Linked DNA regions of Mus musculus: all the other regions are linked to region 2. Evidence: chromatin contacts called from public HiChIP or PLAC-seq data. All regions are on one chromosome and are shown on one strand. Each heading gives the region's core, a stretch centred on a gene start, on an enhancer-like site or on the middle of the called end of the contact. The rest is flanking DNA. Distances are from core to core; before and after follow the strand shown.

Region 1 (3,344 bases), core at 440-2,939, 300 kb before region 2:
CGTACTTCTGAAAATACCCTCCAGATCATCGCTAGAGCAAGAGAGGGATTCATTAACAAACTCAGGTGACTGATGAACGCTAATGATCTTCTCGGCGTCTCCTTAGGCCTGGGACGGTTGATACTATCAGGCATCCAGGAGACACCTCTAGACAGCTCTGTGAGGAAGTTTCCATAAAGGTCTGAGAGGGAAGGCCCACTGTGGATGTGGGCAGCACCATCCTCTGGGGCGGGGCCTGGGACTGAATAACAAGAGGTGGCCTGAGCCCCTGCATTCGCCGCACTGCCTTGGATGTGAGCGGGGTGTGACCGGCCACCTCACAATCCACGTGACTGTAGTGTGACGGGCCACCACAGGATTCTGCTGCTATGCTTTCCCATGGTGACTTAGCCATGTCCCATCTTAAACTGTGAGCCGAATAAACCACTCCTCCCTTCAGTCTCTCTCTGTGGAGTGGAGGGGCTTGTTTGGTTACAGTCATGAGAAAAGTAACTTACACGGTGGTAAAGTTAGTTTGGGGATAATTTTCAAAGAACCAGCAGCATTTGGCCTTCCTATTTACCACTGCTGTTATGAAGGAGAAGTAGTCCTCTGTCTGAGCTTGGTCTGGTCCTCTGCCTGGAGACAAAGGCTGATCCAGAAGCTGCTGGGATCCCCGTTCCTTGACAGGCCTGAGCCTGCCCAAGCTGAAATCAGAGACCAGGGTTCCTGGGACCAGAGGATGTAATGAGCCCTCCACTCTCTGCACCTTTGCGTACTTAGACTACTCTGTCCACATATCCCCAATGCACTTGCTTCCTTCTGTTCAGATATCACACACACACACACACACACACACACACACACACACACACACACACACACACCATCACTAGCAATCTCCCTTTCTCCCAGACATTTACCTGTCCAGGTGTCAAGTTACCTTTAAAAATGCCTTCTATAAGCCGGGGTTAGGAAGACACCCCACGCAAGCATGCGCCTCAGCCAGACTCAGGGACCACCCAGTAATTCCACAGACAGAAAGGAGACAGGAGGGTGCTGGGGTCTCACCAGCAGCTCATCTAGCCAGTCAGTGAGGTCCAGGGCCACTGAAAGACACAGTCTCAAAAAGTAAGGCAGAGAGTGATAGAAGACGACCTCAGTGCTAATGTCTGGTTTCCACACATGGATTAGCATGGGGTCTTACACACACACACACACACACACACCATACCATCTCCAGTGATGCTTTTCTACTTGGTCTACTCAGCAGTGCTCATGCATGAGGATCTGGTGTGGTCGTATTTTCTGTAAAGGACATGACACCCATCCTACCGAAATCTGTCAGTAGCAATGGCTCCCCAGCCTGGAGACCCACCCTCCTCTACAGTCAGGTATTCCAGGCCTCCGATGGGGGCCTCAAGGGTTAGCCAGACTCAAGATGCCTGGGCTCCCCTGATCTGCAGAGGGCAGCAGAGGTCCACAGGCAGGGCACAAGGTGCCCCACTGGGTATCCCTGGCCCCACCCTCCCTCTTCACTACCTGTCAAGAATTCCTCTGCTTTTGCTTTTGGTGGCTCCCTGCTCCCTTCCTGTCTTCTGCTGCCCAAGAAAGCACCTGAAACAAGGCCAGCCTGTTGAAGGTTGAACAAACAAGGAGCCTGTGACTCAAGGCAGGGTGAGGTGGCCTCAACATTTGGGCAGATCTGAGCCAAACCACACGGCACCTCCTTCTGGAGACCTGAGTCATGGGGGTGACTGGAAGCTGGCACTTCTCACAGATGGGAAACTGCAGAGGGACATGAGTATTCTGTGGTCTCCGTAAAGGCAAAGCAGATGTCTGACTGACGGAGTGTGTGTGTGTGTGTGTGTGTGTGTGTGTGTGTGTGTAAGCCAATGTGCATGTGTATATGAATGAATGGGGAGAATTATATGTTCATGAGAGTGCGTGTGTATGAGACTCTCTGTACATGTGTATGTGTAAGACAGCCTGTGTTAGGCACACTTGTATGAAGACACTCATGAATCCCTGTTTCCCTCACCCTATATTACCCTCCCTCAAGTGCTTGCTCTGGGAGAGGCTCTGAAACAGGCTCCTTCCATTGACACCTGATGACGTCACTTCTGCAGCCCTAGCTAGCACACTGGCCTGGTTCCACAGACCACCTTGGTTGCCTCCTCCACCCACCTCGCCCTCCTGGGTCTGGCCCTAAGGTTCCACAGAGTCTTCTTCTGTGGACCCCGCCTACTGGTTTACTTGGGCTGTCCTCTGTTACCTCAGGAGATGTTTACAAGAGTCTCAAGTTCTGCTCTCAGCTGGGCACAAGGCTCAGCACTGCCCAGGTCCTGAGGACAAATAGAACAGAGGCAGCAATGAGGGAACTGGCCACTCCTTGTTGACATTCTTGTCCTCTGTGGTGAGGTGGGGACACAGCATGTGTTAAGGGAGGTACAGAAAGCCTGACAGCCCAAGACAGATCATGGGTGTGAGCTGGAAGCCTAGCTGTGTCTGTGCTGAACTGCAGTGTATCCTCCTCTTCCTTCCCCTCCTCCCTCTCCCCATCTTCTCTCTCCTCTCCACTCTTTCCCTCTTCCTCCCTTCTCTCTCTCTTACCCTGTCCTTTTATCCTCCTCCTCCTCCTCCTCCTCCTCCTCCTCCTCCTCCTCCTCCTCCTCCTTCTTCCTCCTCCTCAAGAGCCCATGCTCCATGTTCCCACACTTTCATACCTGACCACCAAACTCAGAGGTCAGAAAGCTGGTCTTTTCCAGCTGGAACCAGCGTGGCTAGAACTCTACATTACTTCCGTTGGATTCTAGCATTCTTGATCTCCTTAATTCTAAGTAGTCTCACAAAATTTTTAAAGAGATTAAGAAAAACATACTGTATTTTGGGTGAATTTCACAGGAAGCCCTGTCTTCAGTTCTGGGTGGGGCTTGCAGGTGATCTGAAGGCACAGGAAGCAGGAATATGAGATATCCTGCCTGGCCCTCACCTGCCTGCACAACTCCTGAAGAAAGCATCCTAGATACTCTGTGAGTCCATCATGGGTGTTCCAGCAGAGCTGAGCATCTGTCCACAGCCTTCCTTCTACCTAAAGTAGTCCTCCATAACCAGGGTGACTTTGCCCTCCCAGGGACAGTCAGTAATATCTGGGGACATTGGGACTGTCCCAGTTACTGGTGCAGGGAGATCCTGTCATCAAGCAGGCAGAGATAAGGCCAATTATGCAAATGAACCACCTATACTGTAAGGGAGCAGCCTCCCACAGAGAAATGGCCAGCCCAGAATATCCATAGAGCAAGGCTTGTCTGCCTGTGGTCCACTAGCTGTAGGAGACTAAAAAAAAAATGGCAGCCTCATTTCAG
Region 2 (3,125 bases), core at 285-2,784:
AAATGTTAAGAGGTGGTGAGGAAAAAGAAAAGAACCATGCCTATGGCTAATCAGACGGCCTGAGAGACGGTCGAAGGAGCTCAAGTTCAAAGCCGGCTGAGGCTTCATATCCAGAATCTGTCTCTAAGAAGTAAAACTATAGCACCCACCTGGTTCTTCTGTGATCATACACAGAGTGATGGTGAATTCTGATTATACACTCACCAAGATTGAAAGCAGAGCCCCCAAGAGACAGCCATGCAATCTGTATGTTTTAGCCAGAGAAGAACCTCATGTGCTCTGTTTTTAAGACAAAAGAGAGTTCCAAAAAATTTAACTAATTAACTAATGAATCAATTAAGAGAGACAGAGACAGAGACAGAGAGATTTCCATGTTCAAACAAGGTTTGGGTCACACTCTGCTGACTCCTGCAGGGGATGGTGACACTTGTATTGGAAAAGAATGGATCCAGAGTTTGGAGCCTAGACAGGACTTAATTAACCTGCCATGATGGTTTACATACATATGAAATGGATAGAGAAATTCTGAAGGGAGAGTCTGGGGAAAATCCCACCCAGGGCCTCTGAGTCACACATGTAGGGTGAGCTTTTGAAAGCTGAGCCCTTGGATGTATGAGACAAGCTCTCTCTGTTTAGCTCAGTCTGGTCTGAAGCTTGCCATCCTCCTGCCTCAGCCTCTCAAGTCTAGGGACACAGTAGCCCTGCCATGCCCAGGTCTTTTATTTTCCACAGGGGAAATGAGGTTCCTTAGCTCCCTCCTGAGTTTGCCTCCATCTTGGAAACATGGGGGACTCCAGCCCTCCTTGAAACTGTGGCCCCTCAGGAGACCCTTTGTGCTGTGAACTTGTCTGCAAAGTACCAGAGGCTCCAGGCTCCAGACACCAGACAGATGCTGGAGTTGACTGTGTTCCTTGTGTGTCTTACTGGCCTGGTGGGCCTCACTTCTCCCTAGCTGCAGCCAGGGCCTCATCAGAAAGCCACGCCGAACCCTAAGCCAACAGCCCCGTCTATTATTTTGCTGGTCCCTCCCAGCCTCTGCCTTCCTCTTCGGCCCAGCTAGCCAGCCTCCTTAGTGGCTTCCCTTCTTGTTCACTCCATGTGGGGCTCACAATGACAGTATCGGCACTGGGTAGGCAATGGCTTTTCCTCTCTCTGAGCCCCCACCTCTACCTCACGGGTGAATAGACCAAGCCACATGCTGAGCAACCTACTGAGAATATCGATCAGTGTTACCACCACCTACAACAAATGGGCCAGGTCGTATGACCCCCAAGTCACGGCTGTCCACAGAGGGCAAGCATAGGCAGAGGGCTCAAAGACACCCATGTTGACATTTCCAGTGTGCCCGTCTTCCTTCACTCCAAGTTCTCAGTGCTGTGGTAATTACCCACCAACAATGGCAGCTTCCCGCCCCTGTAAGTGTCATTTCCCTCTCATAAGGCCGGGCAAGCGGTAAATGAGATAATGTAAGACAGAGAGGCTGCCTGCGAGGAGGCCTAGCGAAGAGGAATCGATTTTCCTGCCTCTGTCTGGGAGCTAATAGACTGGGTGACTCAAGAGTCTGGTGACTCAAAGGATTAGAAAGTTGTGCTCTGGGTCACAAGTGACCCAGGGCTTCTGCTACCTAATGACTTTGGTCACCGTGTCCTGCTTAATGCACATCTTCCTGTGCATTAAGTGACCTGGAGCCACCCGGTGACAGCCACAGTCAGTGCTTTCTGCCACTTAGTCTGGCTGGGTGTGTCTCACCTTTCCTACATGTTTTTCCCACCCCACCCCCACCCCACCCCACCCCCACTGACCTTCCCTCTTGCTTCCAGTACCCTTGGTGTCAGAAAGAGGTTGTTTACAGTTAACCTTCAGGGCTCTGTCATAGGTAATGGCCTTAGCTGGACTTCAGAGGAGGAAGACACTGTGCTGGTGGGGGTTACCGTGAGACCCTCCACTATAACCAGACCACTGCTCTTCTTCCTCTGCCGCAGATCTTGGAGTTGAACAAGCGAATGTCAGCTGTGGAGCACCTGCTAGTCCACCTGGAGAATACGGTTCTGCCACCCTCAGCCCAGGTAATCCCCTGGGCTAAGTGAGATGAGGCCACAGCCTTCCATTAAGGGAGGCTGAAGTCCCAAGTATGGCTTCAAGAGAAGAGTCTCAGAGATCTTGCAGATGGTTAGTGCACAGTGCTCCAAGGATGGGCAGGTGAGGTCTCCTGCATAGGCCATCCGCATAAAGCCATCCGTGCACAATAACAAGGTAATACAATGTGGTCATTTATGGGTAGATGAGAGGAATCCTCAGCCAGGTGGAGACATCACGGGTACTGAAACTGGACCAGCATCCCCAGCCTGCACTTCCTCACTGAAGAAATTCCTGACTGTCACTCCTCTTCCCCATCCCTAAGTTAAGCATAGCCCAGGACAGATGAGCAGCAGCCAGTCGCTAGTGGTCACATCGTTCTCGGTAGTTCCTTTCCAGCCCTCCATGATCCAACTTCATTTCAAGTCATAACGCCACTTACAGGTTCTGTGGCCTAAGTACATCATGTTGGAGAGTGGCTTCAGGCATCCAAGAAATGGCAGCTGTCTCATGTCCAAAGCCCACCTGAAATATGTATGTGGGCTTTCTTGGACTCCCCCCACCCTGACCAAAGCAAATAGCTATTCTGGGTCCTTCAAAAACCTCATCTAAGGCAAAGAGATGGGTTCCCACGCAGTCTGCCACCCTTGATCTGAACTTAAGAAGACTGGCCACGGACCGACCGAGGTACCACTGAGTCACCACATGCTGCAGCCTTCTCTATCCTCTGTCAGCAAAGTTCTGCAACTTGCCGCTGGCCTGTGAGGGGTTAGTCCCCGTTGCAAAAGTGACATGAGGATACAATGTGACACCTCAACCTTGTCCCCAGACTCACAATAACTTGAGGATAGGAGGGTCCTTGTTGCTATGTGAGTCCAGGACAGACACCAAAGCCCCATGGGAACACAGAATTTCTAGGTAGAGCTGAGATAACACTGCTGTGGCTCACCTCAGTCTCACAAAGGGAGAATTCAGAGAACCAGAGACCCTTGTCCTCAGCCCCCTGAGCCCCAGCCAAACGCCAAGGGATGCAAACATAGGACCAGAGT
Region 3 (3,507 bases), core at 4-2,503, 460 kb after region 2:
AGAGAGCCTTGACCACGGAGAAGACCCAAAATAACTTTGGATAAAAAGCAATAGGGACTACTAATGATGACAGATTTCTAGGCACATCTGGCAATCCAAACTCTGGTCCGAGCACATTCAGACACAGGTTATACTCCAGTGACAGATGCAAGGCTGCCTGTATGAGGCCAGCTTTACTCACAACTGTAACGGTGGTTATCTTCAAAAAGCATGGCTGAATCAAACTCAGTCTCAAGGCCTAGTTACTTAGAAGCTTCTGTACCATCAGAGTGGTTGGTGGGGGTACGTAACGGTGCCACTACCAGGAACAACTGCAAAAAGAGGACACTACAAAGCATCTCAGGAGTCTGGAGGTGCGCAGGTTAAAAACCAAAGCACAGGTGTGAAGAGGACAGGTCAATACCTTCTCATAACCCCAAGCTCCAGCATTCTTCCATGCTAGCCCGTCCCGCTCTGCCAAGCTGGAGATCTGAGCCCTCCCACTTTTGAACATTGTTTCCTTGCCTAGAATCTCTGGAAACCATCAGCCGAAGCCCTCGCTAAAGGCCGCCTCCTTCCCAGGTCTTTCTCACTAGTCTTCGGGTACCGTTACTCCGGACGCTTGGCGTTTCCCACGGTTTTTAACCTATGCCTCTGCGATCAGAACTGAACTCTCTGAAGGCAAAGGCTGGGTCCTCTTCACCTTCCTATTCCGTGCCAAAGACCTTCCCAAAACGTGGGCTGCAGACGCCACCCCCCATCCCCGGCCTCGGTTATCTAGCCGTAGCGCCCTGCATTGGCTGTGCAGGCGCCCCGCACCAAGGGGCTGGAAGTCGGAAACTTGTTAAGTTCTCGGGGTTTCCAGGACGCAAACAGGCCCGGGACCAGGACATTCCGCTGGGAGTCTTGCTGTAGCCAAATTAAAGCCAGAGTGCCCCGACCCTTCGGCGCGGGACTTCGTGCGTGTGCCACGCGAGGCCTGGACAGGGACCGCGCGGTCGCTGCGGCCTCGGGAGCCACAGGCCGAGACTGAGGCGGCGGTGGCGCGAAGATGGCGGAGGCAGCGCATCCCGGCGCCGCCCTTTTCCCCCGCGCCGCTTACCGGCAGATGGCCGCGGCGCGCGCTCGGGCTCCGGCAGGTCCCCGAAGAGGTCCATGGCGGCGGGGCAGTGGAGCGGAGGCTCCGCGCTACCCTGGGCGGCGGCGGCGGCGGCGGCGCCGTCACTCACCGCGGGAGACCCTGCCAATCGCGCGCCGCCCAGCCGCCGCCCCAGAGTGCTACGCGCGGGGGCGGGGCGGGGGTGGGCTGCGCAAGCGCACGGGCGCTCTTGGCCTGGGCATTAGGTCCCGTGATAAATTGTTATGGCGTTTCCCCGGAAAGAAGGGAGGAGTGGCGCCGAGCCTGACATCCAGACAGGCTTTTGGCCGGAGAGGCGGGTCTGCACCTGTCCACTGTTCCCTGTGTGACCGAGCAGGCAAAGCACCTTCTGACCGCCCGGGAGCAGGATGGCGCCCAGCGGGGTCTCAGCTGTCCCACTGGGATAGAGACCAGAAAAAAACACCATCACTGGCCAAGCCACAAAAGTGACAAACATCCCTCATCTCAGCCACCAAATTTATGACGCTTTACCAATTACAAAGTTGTGTTGTGTATTTTCCCTGGTCTCAGAAAAGAGCCACTCATGGAATTAATTCCTCTTCCTACCATACAATCCACAAAGACTTCACTTCCTTAAAGGTACCCAAATTTATTGACTACACACCCCAATCCTACCAGCCCTTTCCAACACCACCTTACCTGTTTTTTTTGTTTGTTGTTGTTTTTGGTTTTTTTGCCAGTGTTGTGTGGACTTCTTGGTGCAGTAGGTAACAAGTCATTGCTTCCTTGCAAATGTAGACCAGATATTCTCTAGCTGCAATAGGTGGATCCACCCAGCTGACCTCCAAGCCACTGTTTGAAGTTTTTACTGCACTCAGACAGAACTGTCTCTTCCTTGACAGATGTAGGATTTTGAAATAACAGCACTTTGTCTTTTGTCCATATATCTCATACACTTCTCAGCCCATCCCAACTTGATATCACTATGTTTTTAAAGCAGCTCTTGCTAAGTGTCTTAGGGTTTCCATTGCTGTGAACAGACTCCATGACCTAGGAAACTCTTATAAAAGACAACAATTGGGGCTAGCTTACAGGTTTAGAGATACAGTCCTTTATCATCATGGCAGGAAGCATGGCAGCATTCAAGTAGGCACGGCGTTGGAGGACCTGAGAGTTCTACATTTTCATCCAAAGGAAGCCAGGAGCAGACTTTCCTCAGGCAGGTAGGAGGAGGGTCTTGAAGCCCACCCCTAAAGTGACACACTTCCACCAATTAGATCACACCTCTTCCAACAAGGCCACACCTCCTAATAGTGCCACTCTGAGGGCCAAGCATATTCAAATCACCACACTAAACTTGATTTCCCACTCCTGCAAATAGACTCGTCGGCCACCATTCCACATGAATTCTGGCAGTGTTTGCCATGTGGCCTGTCTTTCCCTCATATGTATGGACATCTCTAATCATTACTCCATCTCTACCTGGTTTACAGCTCAACTTCTGGCTGCTAAATAAAATCTTTTGTGGAGACAAGAACTTGCTCAGTAGGCCAGGCTGGACTTGAACTCACAATGCCTCTACCTCCCCAGTGCTAGGACTATATATAAATCTCTGTCACCACCCCTGGCAATTGGAATTCTGACCTGACCCTAAGTTCTCTTCTGTTCTCTTTCCCTTCATAATCTCCATGCACACCAGGCTTGAACTGCTGCACCTTTGGACATGACTCGTTAATTTTCCTACCACCAATAGATCTCTGGGTTCCACTAAGTGCCAAGAACGGGTTATGGGTAATCACAGTACCTCAACTCCCTGACAGATTTCATTTTCTCTCCTACAAATCTTTTCCTTAGTCTGTTGCTTGACTTAAGATACTTGGGCAGAAAGCATGGCAATAGGAGTATGTGATAGGGGAGGGTCTTCAGTTCATGATGTATAGGAAACAGAGTGGAAGGACATCAGAAAGGGACCAGGATAACATAATCCAAAATGACAAGTTCTCAGTCACCTACTTTCTTCAGTATCCACTTCCCACCATCCTACCACCTGCCAACAATCTATTAAAATGTTAAACCTGCCAATGAGTTAAAACTTTCACTAGGTCAGAATCTTGTGATCTAATTGTTTCAGAAAGCACACACTCTCCTGCCCTCCCCCAACTATGCATTTTACTAATTCTGTAGACATCTGTTAATCCAGTCAAGTTGCCAGGCAATGGCCGGCGTCACAATGCCCGTGTGCAGACACTGGTGTGGACTTAAGTTTTCTGCTTCTTTGACTAGACGAGAAGAGTATGTTTGTTTGGTTATATAATGAAAGCATATTTAGTTTTGGAAGAAATTATCAGTGTGTTCCAATGTGGTTGTTCCATTTTACCTTCCCACCCATCCTGGGAGTGCCTGCTCTTTGTATCTGTGCCAGCATGCCA

Evidence for each region. HiChIP or PLAC-seq counts read pairs in DNA pulled down with a chosen protein or histone mark.
Region 1: a FOXA1 HiChIP or PLAC-seq map of pancreatic cancer cells shows a contact between it and region 2. The contact joins two enhancer-like sites. A contact is called at or near these places in 1 of 15 datasets of contacts at CTCF or cohesin (the NIH/3T3 cell line), 8 of 484 Hi-C or Micro-C datasets (the HL-1 cell line, the NIH/3T3 cell line, cerebral cortex and 4 more), 7 of 115 datasets of contacts at active chromatin or transcription factors (craniofacial prominence, embryonic basal ganglia, embryonic limb bud and 4 more) and 2 of 9 other capture datasets (adipose tissue and liver).
Region 3: a contact with region 2 is called in a FOXA1 HiChIP or PLAC-seq map of pancreatic cancer cells. The contact joins the promoter of Ilkap here to the enhancer-like site in region 2. A contact is called at or near these places in 3 of 39 promoter capture datasets (the 3T3-L1 cell line, the HPC-7 cell line and hippocampal neurons), 4 of 115 datasets of contacts at active chromatin or transcription factors (embryonic basal ganglia, pancreatic cancer cells and stem cell-derived neural progenitor cells) and 1 of 9 other capture datasets (embryonic stem cells).

Annotation. Positions count from the first base shown.
Region 1 is chr1:90,632,167-90,635,510 of GRCm38.p6, forward strand. No RefSeq gene overlaps it. Among named protein-coding and RNA genes, the nearest start is that of Gm35242, 15 kb to the right of the region's middle. Within about 2 kb of position 1,690, at least 38 of the 459 cell types and tissues checked have an H3K27ac peak or open chromatin away from gene starts, as enhancers often do. A contact at or near this core is called in pancreatic cancer cells, where this site is marked.
Region 2 is chr1:90,935,672-90,938,796 of GRCm38.p6, forward strand. Mlph (melanophilin) reads left to right here. Exons shown (of 16, transcript NM_053015.3): 9 at 1,983-2,066. Among named protein-coding and RNA genes, the nearest start is that of Prlh, 16 kb to the right of the region's middle. Within about 2 kb of position 1,535, at least 7 of the 459 cell types and tissues checked have an H3K27ac peak or open chromatin away from gene starts, as enhancers often do. A contact at or near this core is called in pancreatic cancer cells, where this site is marked.
Region 3 is chr1:91,397,570-91,401,076 of GRCm38.p6, forward strand. Ilkap (integrin-linked kinase-associated serine/threonine phosphatase 2C) reads right to left here and starts at 1,254. Exons shown (of 12, transcript NM_023343.3): 1 at 1,082-1,254. The coding sequence starts at 1,136.